Regions from separate parts of the Mus musculus genome. Here all the other regions are linked to region 2. Evidence: chromatin contacts called from public Hi-C and promoter capture Hi-C data. All regions are on one chromosome and are shown on one strand. The core of a region is the stretch at or near the end of the contact, and the rest is flanking DNA. Distances in the headings are between cores, read along the strand shown.

What was found. Hi-C and Micro-C count contacts between places; a contact is called where the count stands out from the background. Capture Hi-C pulls out chosen DNA fragments and counts their contacts.
Region 1: a Hi-C map of adipose-derived mesenchymal stem cells shows a contact between it and region 2, with 4 times the contacts expected there. The contact joins the promoter of Aacs here to the enhancer-like site in region 2. A contact is called at or near these places in 1 of 39 promoter capture datasets (pre-B cells), 20 of 484 Hi-C or Micro-C datasets (B cells, the C2C12 cell line, CD4 T cells and 13 more), 3 of 115 datasets of contacts at active chromatin or transcription factors (bone marrow-derived dendritic cells, bone marrow-derived macrophages and large pre-B cells) and 3 of 9 other capture datasets (adipose tissue, liver and pancreatic islet).
Region 3: a promoter capture Hi-C map of pancreatic islet shows a contact between it and region 2. The contact joins two enhancer-like sites. A contact is called at or near these places in 2 of 15 datasets of contacts at CTCF or cohesin (both in the NIH/3T3 cell line), 3 of 484 Hi-C or Micro-C datasets (bone marrow-derived macrophages, cerebellum and stem cell-derived neural stem cells), 5 of 115 datasets of contacts at active chromatin or transcription factors (the NIH/3T3 cell line, bone marrow-derived macrophages, embryonic basal ganglia and 2 more) and 1 of 9 other capture datasets (pancreatic islet).
Region 4: a contact with region 2 is called in a promoter capture Hi-C map of pancreatic islet. The contact joins two enhancer-like sites. A contact is called at or near these places in 9 of 484 Hi-C or Micro-C datasets (the C2C12 cell line, Sertoli cells, cortical neurons and 6 more), 8 of 115 datasets of contacts at active chromatin or transcription factors (bone marrow-derived macrophages, embryonic basal ganglia, embryonic forebrain and 5 more) and 3 of 9 other capture datasets (adipose tissue, liver and pancreatic islet).

Annotation. Positions count from the first base shown.
Region 1 is chr5:125,474,525-125,477,224 of GRCm38.p6, reverse strand. Aacs (acetoacetyl-CoA synthetase) reads right to left here and starts at 1,352. Exons shown (of 18, transcript NM_030210.2): 1 at 1,116-1,352. The coding sequence starts at 1,248.
Region 2 is chr5:125,282,893-125,285,592 of GRCm38.p6, reverse strand. Scarb1 (scavenger receptor class B, member 1) reads left to right here. Exons shown (of 13, transcript NM_016741.2): 10 at 861-912; 11 at 1,548-1,694. Among named protein-coding and RNA genes, the nearest start is that of Gm32701, 19 kb to the left of the region's middle. Within about 2 kb of position 1,427, at least 127 of the 459 cell types and tissues checked have an H3K27ac peak or open chromatin away from gene starts, as enhancers often do. A contact at or near this core is called in adipose-derived mesenchymal stem cells, cerebellum, cortical neurons and 4 more, where this site is marked.
Region 3 is chr5:125,079,822-125,082,521 of GRCm38.p6, reverse strand. Ncor2 (nuclear receptor co-repressor 2) reads left to right here. Exons shown (of 47, transcript NM_011424.3): 13 at 1,338-1,392. Among named protein-coding and RNA genes, the nearest start is that of Rflna, 78 kb to the right of the region's middle. Within about 2 kb of position 1,286, at least 171 of the 459 cell types and tissues checked have an H3K27ac peak or open chromatin away from gene starts, as enhancers often do. A contact at or near this core is called in cerebellum, pancreatic islet and stem cell-derived neural stem cells, where this site is marked.
Region 4 is chr5:125,119,583-125,122,282 of GRCm38.p6, reverse strand. It overlaps Ncor2 (nuclear receptor co-repressor 2), which reads left to right. Exons shown (of 47, transcript NM_011424.3): 3 at 2,674-2,700. Among named protein-coding and RNA genes, the nearest start is that of Ncor2, 58 kb to the left of the region's middle. Within about 2 kb of position 1,317, at least 6 of the 459 cell types and tissues checked have an H3K27ac peak or open chromatin away from gene starts, as enhancers often do. A contact at or near this core is called in pancreatic islet, where this site is marked.

The DNA of each region.
Region 1 (2,700 bases), core at 103-2,602, 190 kb before region 2:
CAAGTGCTGCTGAGACACTAGGAAGAAGACTCAGAGGGCTGGTGCTCAGGGTGGGAAAAAGAAAAGATTCAGGAAGGATCCGGAGACAGATCCTGGGAGCCAAGACAGACATTGATGCCAACGGAGACAAGGGGATCCCTGCAATTAGAGGGGTAACGGAGGTGAAAATGAAGAAGACAATCAACCAACCAACTCGAACTGAAAACCCCAGGCAAACACCTGAGAAGGGGGGCAGAGCAGGTGGAGGGACTAAGCAAGCCCCATGGATCCCTGGGAACGGCATATGGACAAGAACCTCGCCTGCCAAGGGCCTCTGCCCCACCCATAATCACACAGACCAGGGTGGTGGCTGGAAGCAGGATCTGTTTAGAGCTGGGGTAAGAAAGGACTCTACCTTAATTAACTTTAAAGGAAGGAGGAGGAACGAACTCTGACCTTTTCAGGAACCTGAAATTTCAAGCTGGTCCCTAGCAAAAGGCAGATGGAGGGAGCCTGTCACATGAAACCCGTGAACTCAAAAAGAACTGCAGATAAGGCCCGAAGGAAGCCCCCAACGAATGGAAGTCAAGACCTCAGGAGACATTTCCCAAGCAGGCAAGCCTAGCAAAAGATCGGAGGAACCAGAGGGTGTCTGCCACTTCCAGAGGGTGACTCGCCTGCAGAAAGGGGGCCTCTACAGGCCAGGCGGTGATGCTTCCCAAAACAGTGAAGGAAACATCATCAGAAGACCAGCACCTCCTAGAGGAGGGCCCAGAGCCAGGGGGCTCCCCCAACCCAAAGACAGGGACACTAGCCATCCATCCATCAGAGGCCCACGGCAACATCTAGGAGAACCTCTCTAGAGGGGGACCCCCAAGGCAACGAGGATCCCCCAATCCCTGTGCCATTCATCAAGGTACCTAAGTAGGGAAAGGGAGGGACCTCCCTAGAGGGGTACCCCCAAAGCAGGGGGCTTCCCCGACTGTAAGACAGGAACACTGGTCGGATATCCATCCAACAGAGGCTTATCCCAACAGCTAGCAGGGACCTTCCTAGGGCGGTCCTCCCTGGAGGGAACAGCTTCCGGGAAGGCCCGTGACGGGGGGGGGTGCACTAGCCGCGTGCCCCGTACTCACCAAGCGCCAGGCCGCAGGCGGTACCCACGGCCGCCCGGAAGCGGTCCATCTGCGTGTCCTTCTTGCTGTCAGGCTCCCACATCACCTGGCACTCCATGATCTCCTCGCGCTCGAGCCGCGCCAGCTTGGACATGGTTGCGGAGCTGCGTGGCCGGGGCTGCCGGGCTTTGGCTGAGAGCGGAGAGCGCAAGGCGTGGAGCGGATCAGCGGTGCGCCGACGAACCACAGCGCGAGACTGAACCAGCGCCGGCGCGGCCTGTGGGACATCCGGCCTGGTCACACCCCCAGCAGCCTTCGCCACGCCTCCAGAAAGCCACGCCTCTTGAGACCACGCCCTCTTCTGTAACCCTCCGCCGCGCCGCGCCTGCAAAAGGTGCGCTTGCTGCCAAAAAGAGTGCCTCGCCTGCGCAGGCGCGATAAGCATGTTCCACGCCCTCACTTATTGCACAACTTACCGGGTGTTGCTCTGTTTACTTATTGCCCTCGTTCGTTCGTTCATTCATTCACTTATTCAAATTAAGTTGCTCCTCCAACACTCACTTTAGCTGCGGAGATGTCTTAAGCCTAAAACGCGTGCAGAAGACCTCTAAAATGCGTGTCCGTGTCGCGTGTGCTCACTCACAGGGATGCTGTAGCAGGGATACATGGGGTATATAATGTAACATAAGATACTGAGTGAGTGAGACCTCAAGTCTATCGTCAAGACTGAAAATAAAAGCGTTAAGCACAGGACATTCTGGGGCAAGCCTGAAACCCAGCACTTTAAAGACTAAGACAGGAGGATGACAGTAAGTTCCACTCCAGCATGGACCTCAAAGCAAAACCCTGTAATCGGAATACTTGGGAGGTAGAGGTGGGAGAGGCGTCTGGGCTTTAAGATTATTCTTGTAACAGAGTGAGTTCAAGACTAGCCGGGGCGCCGGGCGTGGTGGCGCACACCTTTCTTTAATCCCAGCACTTGGGAGGCAGAGGCAGGTGGATTTCTGAGTTCGAGGCCAGCAGAGAAACCCTGTCTCGAAAAACCAAAAAAAAAGAAAGAAAAGAAAAGAAAAGAAAAAGACTAGTCCGGGCAAACTTTAAAAAGCCATGTGTTAAAACTAAAAGAAAAGAGAGGGCTAGGGATGTGACTCCATGTTGCTCACAGTGGCTTGCAGGTGACAGAAGGGAGCTTTAGGAAATCTTGCAGGTTTCCGAACAAAGAGAGGAGTCAGTGTCCAGGGCCCCCCAAGCAAGAATACTGTGTCCTGTGGGGTGTGCACGTTCAACTAACTGAAAAGGCCCAGGTCTTTGAAAAGGCCCAGGTCTTTGGTACTATAGCCCTGGAGTAGCAAAGTCAGTGAACGAAACGGTAGCAGCTTAAGTTCGTCCTGGGGGAACATCAGAGATGCTGGCTTTGAATCTGGGGGAGAGCATCAGAAGGTTCCTACAGAGAGAACGCATGCTCAGATCCTACTATGATGAGAACCTTCTGGATGCTAATAGTCTTGTCAGTCCATTTGGTACTTTGCTGTCTACCCAGTGTCTAAAATAACTGAAAACAAGTTAATTTTCTTTCTCTCTTTGTGTGTGTGTGCACATATGCATG
Region 2 (2,700 bases), core at 178-2,677:
TTATTGGTATTATTATTATTATTATTATTATTACTACTACTACTACTACTACTACTACTACTATTTGGCTTTTTGAGACAGGGTTTCTCTGTGTTAATAACCTTGGCTGTCCTGGAACTCACTTTGTAGACCAGGTTGACCTCAAACTCACAGAGATCCACCTATCTCTGCCTTCCCAAGAGCTGGGATTAAAGGCATTGTGCCACCACATACACAGATATTATTATTTATTTTTAAAGTTGTATTTATGTATTTTATGAATGAGTGGTCTGTCTGAATGTACACCTGTGAGCCAGAGGAGGGCATCAGATGCCATGATAGATGGTTGTGAGCCACCATGTGGTGGCTAGGAATTGAACTCAGGACCTTTTAACCGTTGAGTTATCTCTCTAGCCCCATTTTTAGTTGTGTTTAGTGTGTGTGTGTGTGTGTGTGTGTGTGTGTGTGTGTGTGTGTGTGTATAGGTGCATGCCACAATGAACATGTGAAGGTTGGGACAACTTTAGGGAGCCTGTTCCACCTTCTGGGTCCCGGGGATGGAACTCAGGTCTTCAGGCTTAGCAGCAAGCACTGTCACCCACTCAGCTGAGCCTTGCCACGCCCCTTAATTAATTTTTTGCATCAGGGTTTCCTGTAGCCCAGGCTAGCCTCAAACTTGGCTAAGGATAGTCAACTGTACGTAGCGTTACAGGCTCCCCTTTATCTTTCTGTCTCATTTTCTTGTGAAGTGGTTTCGACTGAGCGAAGGCCTTTCACATGGTAACCAGTAGCTCTCCCACTGACACCCCAAGCCCCAAACATAGCTCCATTGCGAGGGTCACATCACCCCTGGTCACTCACTTTGTGTCCCATGTTTCCAGGCAAACAGGGAAGATCGAGCCAGTAGTTCTGCCGTTGCTGTGGTTCGAACAGGTGAGTCTATGAAGGTAGAAGGGAGTCTGGGGTCTCTGTATGTTAGCTGAGGCTTTTAGTTCGCTTTGATGCTAATGTTATGTTAACTTCCGGTACCTAAATTTAGCTATTTGTATGTTTAGCCTGCCCATATGTATGTATGTATGGTTATCATGTGAGTGCCCGGTACCCGCAGAAGCCCAGAGAGCATCAGGTCTCCTAGAACTGGAATTACAGATGGTTGTGAGCCGTCAAGTCTGAAACGTGGGCTCTCTTGAAGAGCAGCCAGCGCTCTTAACCACAGAGCCATTTCCAGGTTTTGTTAATGGCCCCTGAGAGGGGGGAGTGGAGATGGAATTCCGCACCAGGCCACCCTGCAGGCATCCTGATCTCGTCGCCCTTCAGGTCCTAAGACTAGATTCTAACCAGCGAAAGAGATGACTGTTAGGCGAGGAGGCTTGGGGCCAGATCCACCTCCCATTAGCCAGTGCCTCATTTCATGGGCGTGCCAACAGCAAGGGCGTCTGGGAAATGTAGTTCTCTTTGGACTTCTAGCCAAAGCGCCCGAGGCTCTCTGTTCTGATTTGGGGCGGGGCACGGCACAGTGGGATGGGTGCCTTGGAGACGCAGCGTGCAGCCCGACCTTTCTTCTGCAGAGCGGAGCAATGGGTGGCAAGCCCCTGAGCACGTTCTACACGCAGCTGGTGCTGATGCCCCAGGTTCTTCACTACGCGCAGTATGTGCTGCTGGGGCTTGGAGGCCTCCTGTTGCTGGTGCCCATCATCTGCCAACTGCGCAGCCAGGTAAGTAGGAGGGGCGGCCACGCCTCGGACTCGGCTCGGGTTTCAGCCGACCTCTGTTTCCTGCAGCTAGCTCTTGTTCTACCTCCTCTCTCGCACCCTGCAGTAACTTTTCTCTACAAGTCCTGGAAGGCCCAGGACCCTCCCAGGTCGGGGCTAGGCTGAGGCTAGGTACCCAGTCATTTGGCCAACAAGTGGGTGCCACTTGGTGCCCGCTCTGGAAAGTGCCTGCCGAAGGTAGAGGTGGGGGGTCAGGGCTGGGCTGGTTAGAGAAGCAAAGGAAAGCCAGGTTAAACCAAACAGAGAAGATAGTTTTTCCCAAGGAAAATGCTCTGGGCTGGAGTTGGGTGTGAGATGGAAGTGGGAGGAGCCACGTGTGGAACCATGAACTTAGATTTTCTAAGTCCAGAGAAAAAAGTGAAAGAAATTAGTTATAAATTTTGCTTGACCCAAATATATCAGCATATGAGGCTGAAGTTTTACATCAGCCATAGAGCACTTGTTTAGCCAGTGTGAGGCCTTGTATTCAGGCCTCAGCGCTGACAGGAAAAAAAAATAATCAAAAATAATGAAAATATTTAAAAAAGAAGAAGAAAAGAAAAGAAGGTCTGGAGAGATAGCTCAGTGATTATGAGCACTTACTGCTTGCAGGGACCCAGGTTCGATTCCCAGCACCTACCTGGTGTTCTGCAACCAACTGTAACCCTTGTTCTGTAACCCTAGTTCTGTAACCCTAGTTCCAGGTGATCTCAAGGCACACACACAGTGCATATACTTGCATGGAGAACACTCATACACATAAACTAATACAGGTGCCTATAATCCCAGCACTCAGGAAGGAAGGAGGCCAGGGGAGAAGGATCCGGTTCAAAATCATCCCTGGTTACATGTAGGGTTTGATCAAGGCCAGCCTAGGATACGTGACATCTTGTCTCCGAAAATCAATTAAACTTCAAAAAAAGAATAGTGTGGGCGACTGGAGAGATGGCTCAGCAGTTAAGAGCACTGG
Region 3 (2,700 bases), core at 37-2,536, 200 kb after region 2:
GCGATCAGTTGAACCTTACATGTACAACCCTATACATGCGTCCTCAGCAGCAGCGTGAAGTGCCCAGGCCAGGCTGAACGCAGGACCTCATGTGGGCCTATCTCTTGATACCACTGAGCCTCTTGTTTTAGTTCTCAGATGAGGTCTCGCTAAGTTGCCCTGCTTGGTTTGAAACTCACAGTACCCCAGGCTGGCTGTCCACCTGCCTCAGGCTCCTGAGTTGCCCAGTTACAAGTTGTATCATCAGACCTGGCTTCGCCTGTCTCCAGTGAACTGTGCTGGGAAGAGGGACGGGGCCCTGCAGTGTCTTAAGTTAGGTTCCTGGTGTCCTGGGACCCATCACTGCCTAGGGAAATGCTAGTGGTACCCTAGGCTTGCCTGCTATCTGGGTGGACGGGGCCCTGGAAGGGTAGCCACCATCCTGCCAATCTGCTACCTCTGCTTCCTTGGGAAGAGTCTAGAGGCTCTTCCGGATTCCCCAGTGTCTGGCGGGGAGAATGGGAGGGGCCTCTGGACTTCTGCCCAGCCACCTGGAGGCCAGGCGGGGGCAGCCCAACACAGACTGAACACTGGTGGGAACTGGACCAGTACTGCTGGCAGCCATTTCTTACCCCCACCCCCACCTACCCTGGGACATACTAGGGTGGTGGCAATTCATTGGAGACAGGGGGCAGGCCCAATGACGCCACCCAGCACCCTTAGGGTGTGAGCAGGCCTTGACCCTATCCCCACCCCCACAGCTGCCTGGCCCTGACATTTCAGCTGGCCGGCTTTCCCAGTAATGCTTGGGCTTCGCAGGAAGCTGGTGGCTTGGCGCCAATTCCCGCCACCCCCTGCGGCTCCAGCCACTTTTGGCTTTTCCTGGGCATCCGAGGTTCCGCTCCAGCACTCAGGAGGCCTCAGTGCCTGGCTTGTCCAACCTCGCCCAGGCAGGCTTAGCTTGGCATAGGCTGGGCCTGGCTGGGCCGGGCCAGGCCGAGCCAGGCCCAGCTTCTTAGACCCGGCTGGGGAGAGAGACAAAAGCATATCTGGGGAGGTGGGGGGACCCCACTGGCAAGCTGAATGCCGTGTCCTCATTTTTCCTGGAAGCCTGCGGCAAGACAAACAAATGTATTTTCAAAGGCATTACAGCCAGTGAGTCACTCGGAGGAACGCCCTGGACCCTGGTCCCTGCCCCGAAGCCCTTCCCACGCCCTGAAGATCTGCTAGTGGGGCGGCGCCCGCCAAGCCAGGCTGGGGTGGCAGGCACTGGGCACTCTCAGCTCTTGATTGTCCCGTAGGGCTTCCCTCAGCCTCAGCCTGGCCTCAGCATTGGCCTGTCTTTCTCTTCCCCCCAGGTTTATGCAGCACCCTAAGAACTTTGGCCTGATTGCCTCATTCCTGGAGAGAAAGGTGAGTGCCATCCCTGGCTGGCAGAGCTGGGCACTAAACCGGCTTGCCATCCACTCCTTAGGGCCGATGTCTGGGCTGGGTGGAGCGCTTGCCCCTCCTCTGTCTCTCTGGCCAGCTCCATCCTTTTTCCTGCCTCCACCTCCTTCCTCAGGGGGAAAGCCAGGCAGGCCCCACCCTGGATGGGGAGGAGCCTCAAGGCTTCAGGCCCAGGCCACCCAGGAAAGCTGTAGGGACTGGCATCACACAGCCATTTGCCCAGCACACTGGGTTGGGCGCCGGTTCTAAGAGTTTTGCCACGTTCCAACTGAGGCCTTGTGGCCAGGAATGGCCTGCATCCAGGTCTGTGTGTGGAGTAATCTCCTGGGCCCTTGTCATGGGTAATATGGGTTTTCTGACAACTCTAGATACCACTACTTCCGGTGTGTGGCTAACATGTCTATCATTCTGAACAAACCTTCATGCAGAATTGATATTTGAACCCAACCTGTTCCCTAAACCAGAGCCTGAAAGCACTCTCCTCTGGCTCTGTCTCTCGTCGGTAAGGAGTTACATTGTCCCCAGAGGGCAGTTAGCTGGCTTTCACTTACATACCAGGCTAGCCTACAGTACATGAACAACCCGTGGTGGGCAGGTGGCAGGGTTGGCTGTGTGCTGGAGTTGGTCCTGTAGGCCCAGCACCTCAGACTACCAGGGCCCACCCTTGTGGGCTGTAGTTGGTGTCTAGACCCTCAACAGTGGGATGTCCAGCCTGCCTGGCCCCCTGCCCTGAGTCTGCCCAGGGATGCTGGCAGCTGGTGGGAGGTGGGACCCGGGATCTAGACAGCCGTTCTCAAAGACCGTGATCATTCCTCACTGTTCCAGTGGGCTGATACGGTCTGGAGAGATGGGACCCTCTGGGATCTGGGACCTGAAGAACCAGTGTTGGGAACCAGTTATAGCCTACCTGTCTGGTGATGCCAAGCATCCTGATGGGTATGGGTGACTCAGTAGCTCTAGGTTTAAGGCTAGGGCTCCACAGAGCCAGGATGGCTCTTAAATTGGTGGTTGAGTAAGGCTGTGGGGGAGGGAGGAGTGGAATCTGAGGGCGAGAGGCGCTCAAAGAGGGTGTAGATGAGGCAGATCAGAGCTTCTAGGACACAGGTGGCTGCTAAGGCCACATCACCTTCCTGGGCTGGCTGGCACGCAGTTCCTCCGGTGGGTCATGGGTGTGGGCGAGGGTTGGCTTGGGGGAACCCCATGGAAATAGTGTTTGCTCATGGCATACTCCAGGAGTGTCCTGATGTGTAGGCAGCTGGGGTCTGTCCCACC
Region 4 (2,700 bases), core at 68-2,567, 160 kb after region 2:
GGACGCCTGACAAAATTGGCTGTGCCTAACCTTGGCCTTGGGCCTAGCTGGCTGACTCTTGGTTGAGGGATGGACCTGTGGGCTGTTGTTCAGTTGGTCACAAACTCTGCTCTGCCACCCAGGGCTCAGCCTGCTCCTGTCTAATGGCACTGGATGCTGGCCGGGGCTGATGTCCTAGGTGTGTGGGCACATCGTGGGGTCCTGTGCCCACCTGCTGTATACTGTCTTAGGGTCCTCATCTGTCTGTCCGTCCATTCATTAACTCTCTGGCTCGGTCATTGACCTGTTTGCTCATTCATCCACTCATTAGTGGATTCACTTGTCCATTTGCCTGACAAATACAGGTTAGATTTGTCACATGCCTTGGAGACCGAGCTGTGAAGGCAGAGATGCCCCCTCTCTGGGGAAGTCGACATTCTCTTGGGGTACAGTGGAACAAAGATGGGGCTAGAGGAGGCCATATTTAAGTGGAGAGACAAATATTGATGGTGGAGCTGGGACCCAAGAGGACAGACAGTGGGTGCATGGTGTCTGGATGCACAGCGTCACAGAAAACCCTGACTTGAGGCTCTTTTGGAATGAACATTCCGTTCAGGGGTGACAGGGGTAGGCTGAACTCCGCCTCCGTGTGATTTTGTGTGGCTCTCTACGTCTTAGACTCGTGCTGGGGTACAGTGCATTTGTTTCTTGGGGCTCCCCTCTTGTTCTGTTTGTAGTGGAAATATCCAGGGGCTGGGGTGGGCCTCTACCCCTGAGTCAGGTGTTATAATCAGTACGGGGCAGGCTTGAAGCCTGTGTCCTGTGACTGTCTCCGTTCCCAGCGGAGGGGCCAGTTGAGCCTCACCTGTACTATTCTTGCTGTGTGACCAGGAAGAGCTGTTCTTGCTCATCATTCTCTTGATGTTCAGATCGCCCATGATATCCTCCTTCTGGAGCTGCTTTTTTTGGGGGGGAGGGGTTGTCACATTAGTCAGCTTGTGCAGAGGGCTTGGTTACGGCGACCTAAGAATGGGATCATTTCTCTTGATGTCGTCCTTGCAGGGCCATCCTGGTATCCTTGTCCTTCTAGGTCGTGTTTTGCAAAGTCTTGATTGCCCGCTCCTTCCCTTGCAGTTTGGTCTCTGAGGTTTTCCAGTTGCTTGCCGTCTAGGGTCAGGATCCGGCTGCTCCCCCCCAGCGCATATGACTGCTACCATTGGTTCTTTGCAGTGAGAACTGCTTTAAGACACAGAGCCCGGGGCTGGAGAGAGGCCTCTGCTCAGCAGTTAAGAGCCTGCGCTGCTCTTTCAGAGGATCTGAGCTTGGTGTCAAGCACTCTCGTCCAGCAATGCACAGCTGCTTCTGACTCCAGGGGATCCAGTGTCCTCATGTTCTCTCTGGCTTATGTGGGCGCTGCACACATAAGACATACACACAGATACATAATTAAAGATAAAATGAAATCTACAACAAAATAAAAAGGGCTAAAAAGGAGAGGAAAATATGCCAAAGGAAAACTAAGTGACCTATATAGGTCATGCTGTCCACAGCCATACACGAGTCAGACATTACTAATCGATTGCCGTGCATGTAAGCAAGCATCCAGGCTGACAGAACAGATTGATTGGTCTGGCACAAGGCGGAAACCTGTCTTGTTTTTCTTATTAGAGATGGTGTGCACACTGACTCTCCTCTCCCACTTCCCTCATTTTCCCCCAGCGATAAAGTGATCTTAGTCCTGGTGAAAAATGTAAGAAGGCTTTATGCAGGGGTTTGTGGGATCCAGGTTAGGGCTGAGGGTGTAGTGGGTAGTGAGGGCGCCCGGCACCGCAATGAGACTTCAAGGTTGGGGAATTTATCACCTATGTTGACTCCCTGGCACTCTTGCTGCAAGGGTAGGCTAAGGTTGAGGTCTACTTTATGCACCGTGACGACCCAGGTGTGATGAGCAATCACATTGTTGTTCAAAGGGGGAGGGTGTAGCTTGCCTCTGCCTCTCCCCCTCCCCACACTTCATAAAAGAAGCTAGCTGTTTTTCTCACGGTGGGCGGGGCACCTGAACAGCAGCTTGGCTGGGACCTGCGTTTACATAGCTCCATCTGCCCTGGCTACGTAGTGCACACCCCCCAACCCCCTTTCCTGTCTGAGCCTGACTCTTCACCGGGATACCTGTCCAAGGATACTTGGGTCTCTATTGAAGGCAGATACATTTCTGCTCCATGGGCCGCTCCATGCTCAGCAGTGCCCTGCTAGGGCAGCTCCCAGCCCTATGTCTGTAGGCAGGGCCTGGGAGAGGTGATCCGTTCTTCTCTCAAAACCTGCAGCAGGGTGGTGTGGGCAGGGGTGAAGGTGGGATAGGCAAGCCGACCCTCTAGCCTGTAGCCTTAGGGGACCTGTGCTTAGACCCACTGCCCCTTCAGGTGCACCAGCTGGAGAGTGAGGCAATACAGGAACACCACAGGTCCCAGAGAAGCCCGAGTGGAGGTGTAGAGTCCAGTATTGTGGTTTATTACACTCTTCTACACCCCCAGCAGGATCTTGTAGCTAGACAGGGCTCTAAGCATGGTGGGACCATGGTGGTGGCAATTGTAGCTTGAGGATATAGACTGGGAACCCATCTGAGCCTCTTGGTGCAGGGTGGCAAGGAAGCTGTCGTTGTTCCTGTGCTCGCTCACTGTTCCCTTTCTTCTACAGGACGTGGGGCTGCTTGAGTACCAACAC